3 separate regions of the Gossypium hirsutum genome follow, and regions 1 and 2 are each linked to region 3. The links are chromatin contacts, called in public Hi-C maps. All regions are on one chromosome and are shown on one strand. Each heading gives the region's core, a stretch centred on a gene start, on an enhancer-like site or on the middle of the called end of the contact. The rest is flanking DNA. Distances are from core to core; before and after follow the strand shown.

The links. A called contact is a pair of places that touch in the nucleus more often than the background predicts.
Region 1: a Hi-C map of leaf shows a contact between it and region 3, with 3 times the contacts expected there. The contact joins the promoter of LOC107915112 here to the promoter of LOC107915120 in region 3. A contact is called at or near these places in 7 of 34 Hi-C or Micro-C datasets (hypocotyl, leaf and petal).
Region 2: a contact with region 3 is called in a Hi-C map of leaf, with 2.6 times the contacts expected there. The contact joins the promoter of LOC107915113 here to the promoter of LOC107915120 in region 3. A contact is called at or near these places in 5 of 34 Hi-C or Micro-C datasets (hypocotyl and leaf).

Annotation. Positions count from the first base shown.
Region 1 is chrA10:72,194,444-72,199,392 of Gossypium_hirsutum_v2.1, forward strand. It overlaps LOC107915112 (serine/arginine repetitive matrix protein 1), which reads right to left and starts at 2,226. Exons shown (of 6, transcript XM_016844253.2): 1 at 1,355-2,226; 2 at 529-969; 3 at 1-419. The coding sequence starts at 1,886.
Region 2 is chrA10:72,085,192-72,089,938 of Gossypium_hirsutum_v2.1, forward strand. LOC107915113 (splicing regulatory glutamine/lysine-rich protein 1) reads right to left here and starts at 1,787. Exons shown (of 4, transcript XM_016844255.2): 1 at 1,314-1,787; 2 at 56-977. The coding sequence starts at 133.
Region 3 is chrA10:71,824,431-71,829,456 of Gossypium_hirsutum_v2.1, forward strand. It overlaps LOC107915120 (Werner Syndrome-like exonuclease), which reads left to right and starts at 3,001. Exons shown (of 6, transcript XM_016844260.2): 1 at 3,001-3,409; 2 at 3,493-3,672. The coding sequence starts at 3,175.

The DNA of each region.
Region 1 (4,949 bases), core at 976-3,475, 370 kb after region 3:
TGCAGACTTCATGCTTGCAGCTCGATTAGCTGCCTGCTGAGCAGTCAAGGTTTGTTGCATAAGCAAAGCCTGTTGGAATTGCATCTGTTGCATGGCAACAGCTTGCTGCATCATCATAGGCAGAGACGATGATGTCAATGATGAAATAGCTGGTTTCTGAGGAAGCGTTTTAGCCATCTCCACATTTAATGGTCGACCACCAATATCCATATTGTTTAATGCCAAAGCAGCCATTGCTTCCTCAGGTTTTGAGTATTCTATATAAGCAAAATGTTTTGAATCAGTGATTGTACACTCGACAACAGAACCACAGAAGCTAAAAAGCTGTTTCAACTGCTCAGCTGTGAGAAGTGGGCTAAGATTGCTAACTTGTAGGGTTTTCTTCAATGCATCAGCCTTCCCAGCTTTGTCAGGAGAATCTGACACGCAGCAGACAACTGTTAGCTTGAGCCCAACAAAATAAATAGAACTTGGGAAATAAATTAACAAAGAAACAGACAGTTCAAAATACGATAGAGTAAAAAGTACCAGATGAATCTTTAATTGACTGAGCTTGTGCTTGAACCTGAGCTGAATGAGCTTGAAGGGCCTGAGCAGCAACAATAGTCTGAGCTGCAGCCATTGCAGCCGCTGAAGGTGCCATAGGTACCTGACTAAGAGTTCCCATGCTGGTTGTTGCAGCCAAAGCAGTCATCAGCAAATTGTGAGGAGGATGGTTCAATTGGCAATCAGTTTTAGCACAACGGCCATTGAGATATTCTCGACAAACTTCACCAAGAGATGCCCCCATTCCAGGCAATATAGCACCACCTGAAGCACCAGAAATAATGCCTGGGATCATTCCCAACAAGCCAGGGAAAGCTCCAGAAACAGAACCTGTATAATTTGGCATGTTGGGCATGGTTTGGTTTACTAGATTTGGATATGTGGATGCAGGAGCCACCCCTAGTAGTCCTCCGGTAGACTTACCTGCATAACAAAAATTCAACATCTATGCCCTGAGCACTACAGACTGCAACCAAGAACCACGCTTAAAAGTGAAGCCAAAAGTAAGAACAAAGACTCAACAACAATTTTATATGGCCAGTGAGTGCAAAGTAATGAGAAGGTGAATATCATTGGGAACTTTTCAAATTCCTAATCGTGAGCCTTCTTCACCTAGAACAACAAAAATAATATACAAAAGACTGCATTTCATATTAGAAGCAAAAATTACTCTAAAGGTTTGAATATTAAAAGATCCACGTATTATATAGACAATCAAATAGGGACAAGAAACATGCAAAGTCATGCATGGCAAGTGACAGCTAAACATGCAGTTAAAACCGAATAAACATAGTTTTAACGATGTTACCTGCACTGAAGAACACCGGGAATGGGCTACCCATGATGGGTTTCCCATTGCATTCAATGTTTACCATATAGTTCCCTCTCTTAGGCACCACATAAGTTACAGAGTAAGTCCCATCTCCCATATCCTTCACAATGCCATACTGTTCTGAGCCCCCAACACCCACACCTGGCGAAACCCTCACCTTAATCTGCGCACCCCCACTCTGTACTTTCCTTTCATCTGCATCTCTCGTTACCACCATAAACGTGGAGGCAGCACAGGCAGTGCCACCCGCTATTCCTGGCCCCGCGGCCATGCATTTAACGGGATCCACGGGACCAATTGGCTTGTTCACCAAGTCACCGGTGTCCTCGGATTCACTATCCGATGAAGCAGCCACCACATCCTTGTTACGGTTCTTATCAACATCCTTGAATGTGGCTTCGAAAGCTGCTTTAGCAGCAGCAGCTTTTTCAGCCTCAGTTTTTTGCTTGGCTTCCTCGGCTTGTTTCATCCATATAGGCTTTGAAGCGGTCGTGTTTCGATCCGCCATCAATTTAAAAACACCTAAATTGCTAGAACAATCAAATAAGCAATAATGCAAATGTCAACAACAAATAAAACAACGATATTTGAGGAAAAAATCCATCCAATGTGCGCCGGTAAACCTAGCTGAAATTTCAGAACTAGAATACTATTAAAGTCCCAATTTACTAATGCAAATGAAACAAAAACTAACCAATTAGCCCACGCAAAACCTCAAAATCAAAGCTAAATAATTTTTTTTTTTAGAAAAAGGAAAAGTAGGTTTGATATGACGCTTTTTCGATTTGACTGTTCATAACTTCTGGGATCCGTTAGACTTTGTTTGGTTACCAGGAAAAGGAAAGAATTTTCTTAAAAAGGAAAAACAAAAAATGGAAACGCCTTACCGGGTAATTTTGTTTGTATCAGAATTGGAATTGGGCCGTGTCGGGCCGAGTACAGGCCAAGTATGCCAAACTTTAGATTCATTTACTGGGTTTGGATTCAACTCAAAAAATATACTTAACATTTTATTCAAATTCGATCAAGATAAAAAATGTTAAATCCGAGCTCAATCCATTTGTATTAATTTTTTTCTATATTATTTTATATATAAAATAAATTTAAAATATATAATACATTAAATATACTAAAAACATTAAATAATGTTAAGATAGTTACAACTTGCAAGTAAATACATTTAAAATAGTAACAAAATTAATAACAAAACAATAATTATAAAATATCTAAATAATAACAACAAAATAATAGCAGTATAATAGCAAAATGACAGCAAAACAATAACAAAATGACAGTAAAACAAAAGTAGAAAAAAATTAAGCAAACTCGAGTCGGGCCGGGTCAAGTCTGGACCAAAAATCTTACTTGAGGCTTGCCCCATTTAGAAAATAGGCCTTATTTTTTATTCAAGTCTATTTTTTGAACCTATATTTTTACTCACTTTTCGAGCGAGTAATTCAGCCTATGATCAAGTCACACTATATAATGTTCCAAGTTCAAGTCTCACTATATGTTTTAAGATTAAAGATTAAAGATTAAAAATCATAATGTTCTAAGTTCAACTCTCACTATACATTGTATTTTATTGATTTTAATATCTTTATAAAAGTATTATCATAATTATATAATTTACTTGTATAAATAATGTTTTCTAGTCATTTCCCAAATCAGTTAAGAAAATATCTAAAGTCCCTTTTTTTAAAAAGTTATTAATTTTTAATTTTACGAGTTTAATTTTTAATTAATTTTTTATATTTTATTTAATTTCTACAATTAGTGTAAATTAATATTCATTATTCGAATGATTAAATATAATTGAAATATATTAACTTATTTAACAAGTCAAATATTATTATAATAAAAAACCAAATCATAATTAATACATGATTAATATATTCAATATATGATATAATTTTACTTCTTAAAAGTAAAATAAGCAGCATTGCTCGAAATAATAACTAATTAACTAATTAACTTATATCAATTATTTTAATAATTCAAATATAGTGCTAATAAAAAATTAATATACTATAAATTAAACTCTTCACTATTTATAAATAATATAAATATAATATTTAGGTTATATTATAAAACTATATTATTTATAAAGTTTTATATATGAAATATATAATTATTTATTAAAACATAATGTAATTTTTTTTATATATGAAAACTATAGAATGCCACTCGATGTTTTGATTTTTCTACATGATAATGTTAAGCGAAAAGCTAGAATAAGAAAACAATCTAAATATAAAATAATTTAATATAAATTTTGAATATTAAATCTTTTAATAATCTTTACACAATTGATGAAAATAAAATAATAAAATAGTATAAATAATAAGATATTGCTTATTGATGAAATTGAATAGTTTAAATTAAGTTTAATGACAATTTTAGTCACTAATGTTTACATGTTTTATCAAAATGGTCCTAATTGTATTTTTAAGCTCTTTTTTTTTACCATAAACCTTTTTTTTCAAATTGTTTTTTTAATAGATTTGACAGATAAAATGCATCTTATCCCAAGAAGGTCAGTAGCTTTTGTGCTATTTTCCCAGAGAACAAAATCAAGTTGCTAACTATTTAACAAAGTTGGCTCTGGTCAATAAAGAAGAGTTGCAAGTTTTTAATTCTCCCTTGAAGGAGATTTTAACTTTCATTTAATCCGACAAGAATTTAGAATTCTAATTATTTATTTCACCAAAAAAATTAAATATGGAATATTTTTAATGAGATGTAATATATTACTTAATTTACTCAATAAGATAATTATATGTGAAAATTAATAAAATAAATAAATCATACATGAAATTAAAAAATAACTCTTAATTTAAAGAAAAAAAGTAATTATTTAAAAAAATTCAAAATGAATGCGTGCACTTGTTTATTGAGAGATTTCAAAAAGAAAATTAAAAAATCAAATCGAAAATATTGAATGTGTGCATTCATTTTGAAACCCCCTTTTAGATAATTACGTTTATTTTATTTAAATTAAGAGTTATTTTCTTAACTTCATGATTTATTTATTTATTTTATTATTTTCCACGTGTAATTATTTTATTGGGCTATCTAAGCAATAAATCACATCTCATTAAAAATATTCCACATATGAAATTTCACATCATTCTTGAAAATATTCCACAATTATTTGCAATACTTCAAGGAATATGCCAAAATCTTCAAATATTTTGACCATTGTTTTCTTGTTTTTCATTATTATTCTTTTTATAGTGGTTAGAAGTACCACTGTTATAACCGCCTTGATACCGATTATTAGTATGTCTCCAACCACATCGTCAATTACAACAACAATCATAATCTCTATATTTTCATTTTTCATAACTGTTATGTACTGCTGCATTCACTTCAGAGAATGAAGCAAAACTAATGGGAAGAATTTCATAGTTTTTCATTAGTAACTTATTATTTTGCTTACCCACTAGAAAGTATGAGATCGTTTGAAAATATTTTTAAAGTTATTTTCACAATATTACTACTGTAGGAGTACATTAGATATTTCAATTATATAGTGTAATGTATTCCTTCGGGTAATACAAATACATGA
Region 2 (4,747 bases), core at 537-3,036, 260 kb after region 3:
AAAGTATAGTTTGAGTCAAGCAAAATGTTACAGAACATAAGTAAACGGTGTTAACCTTTTTTAGAAAGTCTGCATCATCGGTCCTAGCCTTCTTTTCATATCCTGGTGGTGGGAAGGGAAAGCTACGCGACATTTCACAGAAGTTCAGAAACCAATACACGGATGCCTTCCGAAAGCCAAAGCACTTGAATTATCTTCCAGAAGCAATGTTCCAGAAAGGGAACAACCAGAAACTATGCTCCGTATCCCTGCACACATTTCCAGCTTCAATGTTCCTCCATGAGTCCTATCACTCTTAACAGCTCAAAAAGTTCCTAAAACCCACCACGCCCCTTAATCACTCTAACCTCAAAGGTAACCCCAAGTCAACTACCAACCACTAAAGAAATCACTTCAACTGCAAAAAATGCCACTGCAAGTCCAGGATCACTTACTAAACCCTACAATAATCTTAAACTAAGCTACTTCAACAATGCCCGAAATAGAAAGCTAACTTCAAGAAATGCTCTTTTGATCAAGAATTCTAGCTCCAAAGTTATGTTAACCCAAACGGTTTTCTTAGAAACAAAAATGGTCCAGTACAATCTGACCTTCTATGGTGTCTTCCCGGACAATAAGGAATCATCACCTCCTCCCTCCAATAATAATCCAATACCAAAACCATCCCCCAATTGAGATCAAACACATAAAAATACTGAAAACTCTAACACACTTTTGTCTAAAACAGGTAAAAATATTCAAGCTTGTCTAATCACTGTATACACAATTCCATAAGAAAGCAATCTTCTTCCATGCCCAAAAGCCTAGCAATCACCATTTTTCTTAAGCAATCTGTTCAAAAACCAAAGTTTGAGGCAAATAACTCTTCAATCCGACAAACCAAATACTGGAGCTTGAGCCCATTTCTACTCTGATCGGAACCCTAATCAGTTCCCAATTTAGGAAATTTCCCCAATCTGTCGATCCGCATGAAAACCCTAAAAAAGAAAACCCATGAAACAAAAACTTCTACTGAGTAAAAAATTAAGTACCCATTAAGAAGCAAAAATCATGGAAACCCAAATTTTATCCAACAACGATTAAACAAAAAGAAATCTCGAAAAAACAAGAAAATTTATAAAAAAGGAAACACTTTTGCTCCGAGAACCTTAGGGTAAATGGGTATCGATCAAAAAGCGAAAAGGAAAGATTTGATTCAAAACGTAAATTCTGTTTTGTTTGTTTTTTTTTCAGAAAAGGAGAGAAAAACCAACTTTTGAAAAACAAAAAACAACATTGAAATACTGAAGATAAATGGGAAGATTAATAATTACCTTGCCCGCAACAAAGTGGGCATTGTAGAAAGGAAGAATAAATAGATCCTTGTTGGTTTGTTTGTTTGTTTGTCAGATTAATAAAAGATTAGATTATAGAAATATAGAGTTAAAAGGAAATAGATAGATAGAAAGAAGAAGTAAGCAAAGTTTTATATCAGTTTCAATCTTGTTTTGCAGTCATATGATTAATATTGTTTTAGGTTTTTTGAAGGGGTCTGGGTATATTTAAGAAAGATATGGATGGAAAGACCAAAAGAGAGAGAGTGAGAAAAGCTTGTTTTGCAACAACAAGGGCCTTACTATGATTTCGTTCGGAAGTTACACGCGAGAGAGAGAGAAAATATATATACATAAAATGAGAAAAGAAAATTAAAAACCAAACAAAGAGAAGGGAAGGGAAGGGAAGGGAAGGGAAGGGGAAAAAAAAGAGAAAAGAAAAAGATATAGAGTTAGAGGCCGATAAAAGGCCCAAATCGATTGTTAGACGCTTACAAGTTAAAGATTACATTAGATTACACTCGCTTAGAATACTACCGTTTAGTTTGTATTGATTGAGTATGATGATAAATATAATTTTTTTTAAAAAATAAAAATTATATTTATGTTTATCAGGTGAAGTTTTAAGAGATTTTTATAGTATAAAGGTATTAACTTGATTGATGCAATATAAATTTAATGATCAATTAAATTCAAAAAAATTAAGTATTACAAATAAATAAATTTAAGAAACAAATTATATATTATCACTTTCTAATCATAAATTATAAAATAAATATAAGATGTAAAAATTAAAAAAAAAAAAAACCTGTGTGTTGTACCTAATATGGTGTACTCTTTTATGGGAAAGATTTCATCTCACCATCAATGATAGTAGATACTGCAAATGAGATTTATTCATTTTGGATTTGCGTTTTTTTTTATTATTATTAATTTAGATATTTTAAGCAGTGAATTTGGAATATATTGATTTTTATTTTTATGTTTGAATTTATTTCTTGAATCTTTTATTATTATAAATAATGGGTTCGAATTTGGATATTTGATTTTATTTTTATGTCTAACTTATTTACTTGTTAAGTTGGAATATTTGAGGATAATATTGTTGAATCTAAATTTGGATTTGAGATTGTAATACTAAGTCTAGTCACTTTTTTTTTTTAATGGAGGTGGAATGTAGAGTGGATGGTTTCAGTAATCATTAACTTTCTTTTAAATTACTATTTTACTTTTAATACAATATCCATCAGTATATTAAAATTATAAGAAGAAATTATACATGCCTCTAAATCTACATAAAAAGATATTTTTTTGGTAAATTACAATATTTTTTTAGTAAATTACAATAATAAGGTAAAGTTTAAATAATCACGCAATTAACACGACTCAAACCTAGGTCACATTTAGGGTAGTGAATATTTTTAACTATCAAATCATCATATGAAATTCATAAAAGTGTAACTTTTGCACTTAAAATTTAAAGTAATTTTTTTTGTTTTAAAAAGTAAAATTTTGATATCAATTATAATTTATGATTTAATTAATCTCAACAATAATAATTTATAGTTAATGGCACTCATCAATTGAATCCAGATCTATTTGTAAAATTAAAAAAAATATATACTATGAGGATATATCTATCATTTTATATTTTAGGTAAAATCTAAAAAAATATACAACATGTTTGATTTATACTTAAAACACAATTTTTAATATATTAACTTTATCATTTCAACCTATACTCTATTTATTTGTTACATTAAATTTTAATAAGTATTTATTATATAAATATTATTCACTTACATAGTGTATATGTTATAATCTAATAACAATAATCTCATCAAGTGAATAAATTAATATAATGTTTTACATAATGTCATTACTTTGCAATATATTTTTTCAATTCACTTAAGTATTATTGACTTAAAAAAAATAATTACATATTTAAAGAATTTTTTAATAATATTTAAATAATTATTGCGTTAATGAAATATTATATTGTTGATATGAAATTCAATTGAGATAAAAGATAGTTCATATTATAGTTGAGAGTCATTGTTAATATATAAATGGGGAGATTAGGGGATGTGATTTTTTGAAACTTTTCTTGTTATTGATGGAGGAAGTTTAATCAGAGCCTCGTCAAATGAATACGTATTAAATAAAGATTCATGAAGACCTTAAATAAGGTGTAATTAAATATGATAAAATGATTATATTCTAACCTAATAAGTTGGTGTTGGAATCAAAGGATCTTACTAATTTAACATGAGCCTTAAAAATAATTTTTTAGGATTTGGAAGAGCCTCTTTGCTTGAGTAATTATCTTGGAAAATCTCTTTTAGTGAGGGCGAAGTTTTCTCAAATGATTTATGAAGAATAGGTGGTTTGAATCAACATATATTTTGTTGTATAGTTTATATAAATAATAATAATTGTAAACTACACTTATAATCATTCTAAAATAGAATCTATCTTATTTTGGTCACTTTAATTTTTTTCAATTTAATCACTCTAAATAAGATAACAGTGAGAATTAATCATTGTTGTTAAATTTCTGTTTTCTTTTAACAGATTGCTAATGTGGCATATTGGCACATTGAGTGATTGTCACGTGGCATTTTTTATTGACTTTTGACTAAAGTTTAGGGACTTCCCTATAATTAACCCAAAACCTTTTTCCCTCTAAACTTTATAGAGAGGTCCATAAACTTTAGTTAAAAGTCAATAAAAAATGTCACATGTTAGTCACTCAATAGACTAATGTACCACGTCAACAATTCGTTAAAAGAAAAAGAAAATTTTAACAAAAGTGACTAAGTTGTTACACAATTATTTTATTTAGAATGACCAAAATAAAACATACCCAATTTTAAAATGATCATGGATGTAATTTATCAAAAAAAAAATAAAAATCACATAGTTCAGTCATCATTTTATATGTCTAAATGCTATTATTATTGCATATTTGATATTTTTACTACTATTTTATTTGAATAATATTTACTAACACAATTACAATTTTTTTATCATACTGTTTTGAAATATTATATCCATCAATTAATATTTTGTTATATTAATGTAGGTTAAATGAAATTACTAATATTAATAAGTTGAAATATGAAGGATTAATGCGCTATTAAGTTGTGGCACACATAAATGTAGGTGATATTTTCTTTAGAATATTAACAAAATATTTATACTATTAATCAAAGTTTTTGATTAATTTAGTATCACGAATCAATAAGATATTAACTCAATTAGAAAAATTATAAAAACATCCTTTAATAAATAAAATAAATTATATTTTTCGTGGATATTTTAATTTTTTTATTTAAAAAAATTAAAATAATTAAAATTTTTGCATGTGGATAAATTTAAACTTGTGTTATTTATATATAGCAATAACATATTAACTTTATCACTAAATCAAA
Region 3 (5,026 bases), core at 1,751-4,250:
ATATGGAAAAAAACTTAATATAAATAATAATGAAACATTTTAAAATAAATAAAATGGAGTTTAAAAATAAGGTATATAAAATAATTTAAAATAATAAAATAATTTTAAATAGATAATACATGAAAACAAATTCAAAATCAAATATATGTAAAACCTTTCAAAATAAATAAAATATACGAAATAGCTTAAAATAAATGATACATAAAAATTTACAAATAAGTAACGTCTAACAAATTTTAGAATGACATAAAAAATAGTTTAGCTCAAATAACGTTTAGAAAAAAAGAATAATATATAAATAGCTTGAGAATAATATAACAAGTTTAAAATAAATAATGTATAAAAGAAATCTAAAATAAAGAATATAAAATAGTTTTAGCTAGATAATATATATACAAAATTTAAAGAATATGATAAATGAAATAATGTATTAATATATAATAAAGCAGTCTAAAAATAAATAGAATATATAAAAAATAATATATGTAAGACAAATTTTAAAATAAACAGTATGTAATAATTTATGATAATCAAACAAAAAAATACATATGAAAAGGTTTAAGCTGAATGATACAAAACTTGAAACAAATAATGCAAAATAATAAAATAATAAGCAATACAACAGTTTCTAAAAGAATAAGCAAATAAATGAAGTAAATGAATTAAGGACAGGGATGAAAACAAGCTAAAATTTCGGGGTGCTCAATATAAATACTGGAAAGTTAATCAAGGATCCGAACGAAGCGCATTAAAACTAGCAGGGACTAGTTGGGAAAACATTCCCTTGGTTCCCTACGCATGTTCAGCAAGACCGTCCAAGGGACTGAATTAAAAAAAAACCACACGAAATTTGAGGGCCAAATCACAAATAATAAAAAAAAATAAGCCTGATCAAGTGGTGCTACAAAAGGGAGGGATTAAAAATGTAAATCACCCTTTCAAGGTGGGAATGCACGGATTCACACCCGACACAGTTGTTTCATTCAATGTTCTAAAACCCATCTTTATATATATATATTTTTAGAAAAAAAACAAAAAAGTTTTGAAACCTCTCATCTCTTCCGACGAAGGCGCTTTCTCTGCCCACCGTGCCACCATGGCGTCGGCGGCCGACGGTGTACAGACAAGGGCCTTTCAGCCCCGTTTCGAAACCTCCTTTCCCTTTTTTTTAAAGAACTTTAAATCAGTTTTTATTTTTTTTTAAATGGAGAAAATGATTAACAAACGAACATACAACCACTCTGTCACCTTTTGGGACCCTCGGACACCGACTACGTCCATCGACGAAGAGGGAGACCGATTCAGGTATTTTTTGTTTCCTTCTTTTGATTTTCGTATAAATATATGTAAAAATGAAAAGAATAGAATGAAATAAAGAGCAAAAAAAAAGAAAAAGAAACTACCTTCAAAACTCTCTCTTTTTTATTGATAAGTATTTTTTCTTTGAACAATCGGTCCCCCCCTTTACATTGATCTTTTCTTTTGGCTTTATAGCCGATTACATATGATTTCTTACTATTCTCTGCTTGTTTCTGCTTCTATTTTGCGTGTTTCTCTGCTCTCTGTCTTGCTTTCTTTTTTTTTGTTCTCGTTTTGTAGGCCTAGACGGAAGCGATGGTGCAGAAGCTTGCCATGTTGGTACAAGCGGTGTCAGGGGAGCCGACTTTCGGGCATTGGACGTGCCGACGAAGCACGTGGGAGAGGGCAATGGCTAGGGCGGCTCCTAGGGTTTGATTGAAAATGTTTTAGGATAGTGGGCTGATGTGTATTGGGTAATTGGGTTTATGGCTTAAGTTAGGTATTGGGTTTTGATATGGGTTGTAGTTTGGGTTTTAATTTTTGTAATTTGGATTTTAAAATTTGGACATTATTGGTTTATTTATTATAAGCCCAGGTCAAAATTGACCTATTACACGATGCTTGTACAATAAATCAAAGATCGAGAATAAAAATTATAATTCATTCTGAGATTGAATCTTTCAACATCTTGAAGATGAAGTTGTAAATGTGAAAGTTTAAGGTGAAAAATAATTTGATCTGTGGGATGACTTCGAAAGATTTTGAAAAAAATTATAGAGAATCGTTATGTTGATAACATATTATAAAATAAAGAGAGATAGAGAGAATAAAGAACAAATAAAATATGAAAGCAATAGAGATTTTACTTTATTAATCAAATGGATGATTATAATACTTCATTAGAGTCTCTATTTATAGGCATAAGAAGTATAAAAGAAGTAGAGATCTAATTTTAATAGCTATTAGAATTTAAAGTACATAAAACTTTATCTTAATCATGATGATGGACATCCACTTAATGAGATATTCATAACAATATTTAAATTTTAATATAAATTAGGATTAAAATTTGGTAGAAGATCGGTTAAGCAGAATTAGGGGTCTGTAAAAATATTTTTTATATTAAAATATAAAAAAAAACTCTAGTTCTTAGGTTATTTTCCATTTTATAACTCTAAATTAGAAATACTAAATGTTTAGTTATTAAAATATTTTAAATTTTAATGCTGGGAACAACATATGGCATAAGATATACTGTTAAGTAGAATTAAGAGTGTGTAAAAGTTTTTCTAAATTAAATATTTTTATATTCAGAAGATAAAATTAATATCTATTTTATGCTTTTAAACTTCTTTTCATGTTATAACTCAATTTTATGTAATTAAAATTATCACTATTATTTTTATTTAACAAAATATAATATATTAAATAAATTTTATAATTTAGATTTAGTATTTATCTTTTCAAAATTATATTCTTTTTCACTTGATTTTTTCAATTTATTAAACAAATTTTGGAGAAAATATAAAATTTTATTTCTTATTAGAGAAATTTTGGAGAAAGTTTTCAAAAACTAGTCAAAATTCAAGGTTGACCCGAGGCTAACGATGTTGATGGGGATTGACAAAAAGTTTCAGGGGTCGGGCAGGCCTGAATTAAATTAAAATATTAGAAAGTATTTTGTGCGAATTGGACTGGGATGGGCTCAAATCCTTGCAAAAACTTTTTGAAAATCGGCCCATTACTCTACCAGACGCCATGATCAAAATTTGAACGTTTTTAGCCATTAAAAGCCCAAACTGGTTCAACCAAATCCAGAATTCTAAGCTCTCTTCCCCTCCAATTCCGCCCCTCACTTCCATTTCAGATGTAGAAATGGAATTCAAAGACTACAATAGTTTCAGTTTGGATTGGGACGACCATTTCACTGAAGACGTGATCCGATTAATGGATGCCATTGAAGCCACTCCTCCTACTCCTCCTCCATCTTCTCGCAAGAAACGCAATTCCGCCGTCCATCATCAAGATAACCTCAAAACCAGCCGCCAATTGCCCCATTCTATTCTCTCACCCCCGCCTTCTTTTCCGTCTTCCTTCGCTCGTTGTCAATGTATTTGCTATCCCTTACTTTACCCATTTTGTAATTAAAATAAATGCACTAATAGTAAACCCTTTGATTTTTCTGATTGGCAGCTAATACAAGGCTTAGATATCCGCCGTTGAGATTTGGAGGTCATATTTTGTATAGCTTTACGGAAGATGAGGTAGAAAATGCTGCAATGGAGCTATTAAAAATTGTTGAAATTAAGAAGAAAGAAATGGGTCAAGTTGCTTTAGGGTTTGATATTGAGTGGAAGCCCTCTTTCCAAAAAGGTTTGCTTCCTTTACCCTCCTTGTCTTGTTACATTCATTTCATATAATCCTTTCTCTTTATTTCCTAAGAAAGAAAAAAAGTGTGAAAACAAATAAATGTGAAAATCTCTTAAGTTAATATGAAACCTCTCTAAGGTATATTTGATCATTATTTTAAAGAATTGAGACTTAAAGTTGGAATTTTTTTCACATTGCATGATTTCTAGATAGAATACTTATGCTAGAATTGGCATTGTGTTTTTTTTGTAGGTTTTAATTTAATTTAATTATTTTTTTTATGTTTAGTGGTTCTGATATGCCATATTTTAAAACAAAATATATATCTCGTGTTTGGTGTTGTCCTCTTCCTTTCTTCCATAAAGCAGCATTGCTATAATTTCTTTTAAAGCAGAAAGTAAGCACTCTTTACCTATATTACTCGGCCTTAGGTGTGAGTGCCGGATATGGGGAAGTTCCCAACACAGAAATATTCAATTTTTTCCTATGTTTTTAATGTATTTGGAGATCCTCGAATGGTCATATCCCTATACTCCTGTCCAACTATGCGTTGAATACAGGTACTTTAGTAAAATGAAGAGTCAAAGCAATATAGCTCTTTAATCCATGTTTCATAAGTTGCTGTTGCCATTACCAATCATTTCCTTTTAATTGAAATACTCTTAACTGTGATAACCTAAATGGTTGTATGCTTGCAAACCGTTATTTATATTCATGTTTTTCCCTTATCTTGTCTACTTTCTGGTAGAAGTGGTCTATTTAGATCATTCTCTGATTGCATTTAGTATAGCATTGAAACATGCACATATTGAATTTGTACTAGTACACAGAATTCATACACCTCTACTAACATATCACTTGTCTATCTGGTTTCTGTCTTGCCCTCTTGAACTTTCATGAAAAGTAATATCTGTTTGGTACTATAGACATTGGCTTGTGTGGACTCTGGTATTGATATCCAACACTTGTATGTGTCTGCATGTTTGGTTTTTCTTTTTAAGTCTTGGAATTGGCTAAAAAGGATCTAAAAGTTAGATAAAAGTATGTGGATGCATATTTTAACAATGTCTTAAATAAAGATACATAAATGAAAATAATGCAATACCAAATATAATGAGTATTTGTTTTTTACTTTTATATTAATAATTAACATACATTTTATTGGTGAATCATAGAAAGGACGGACCACCACCCTTCATCATCCAACTAAAACAATAAGTTGTATCCACATTTGTGATGAAGTGTAAAACACATATTATGTGCCGTATCATATTGATGAAGTGGCAATCTTTATTGAAAAGTCCATGTAATGTACTTAAGGGAAATGGGGATGACTTTTTGGGACTTTGCAGATTAG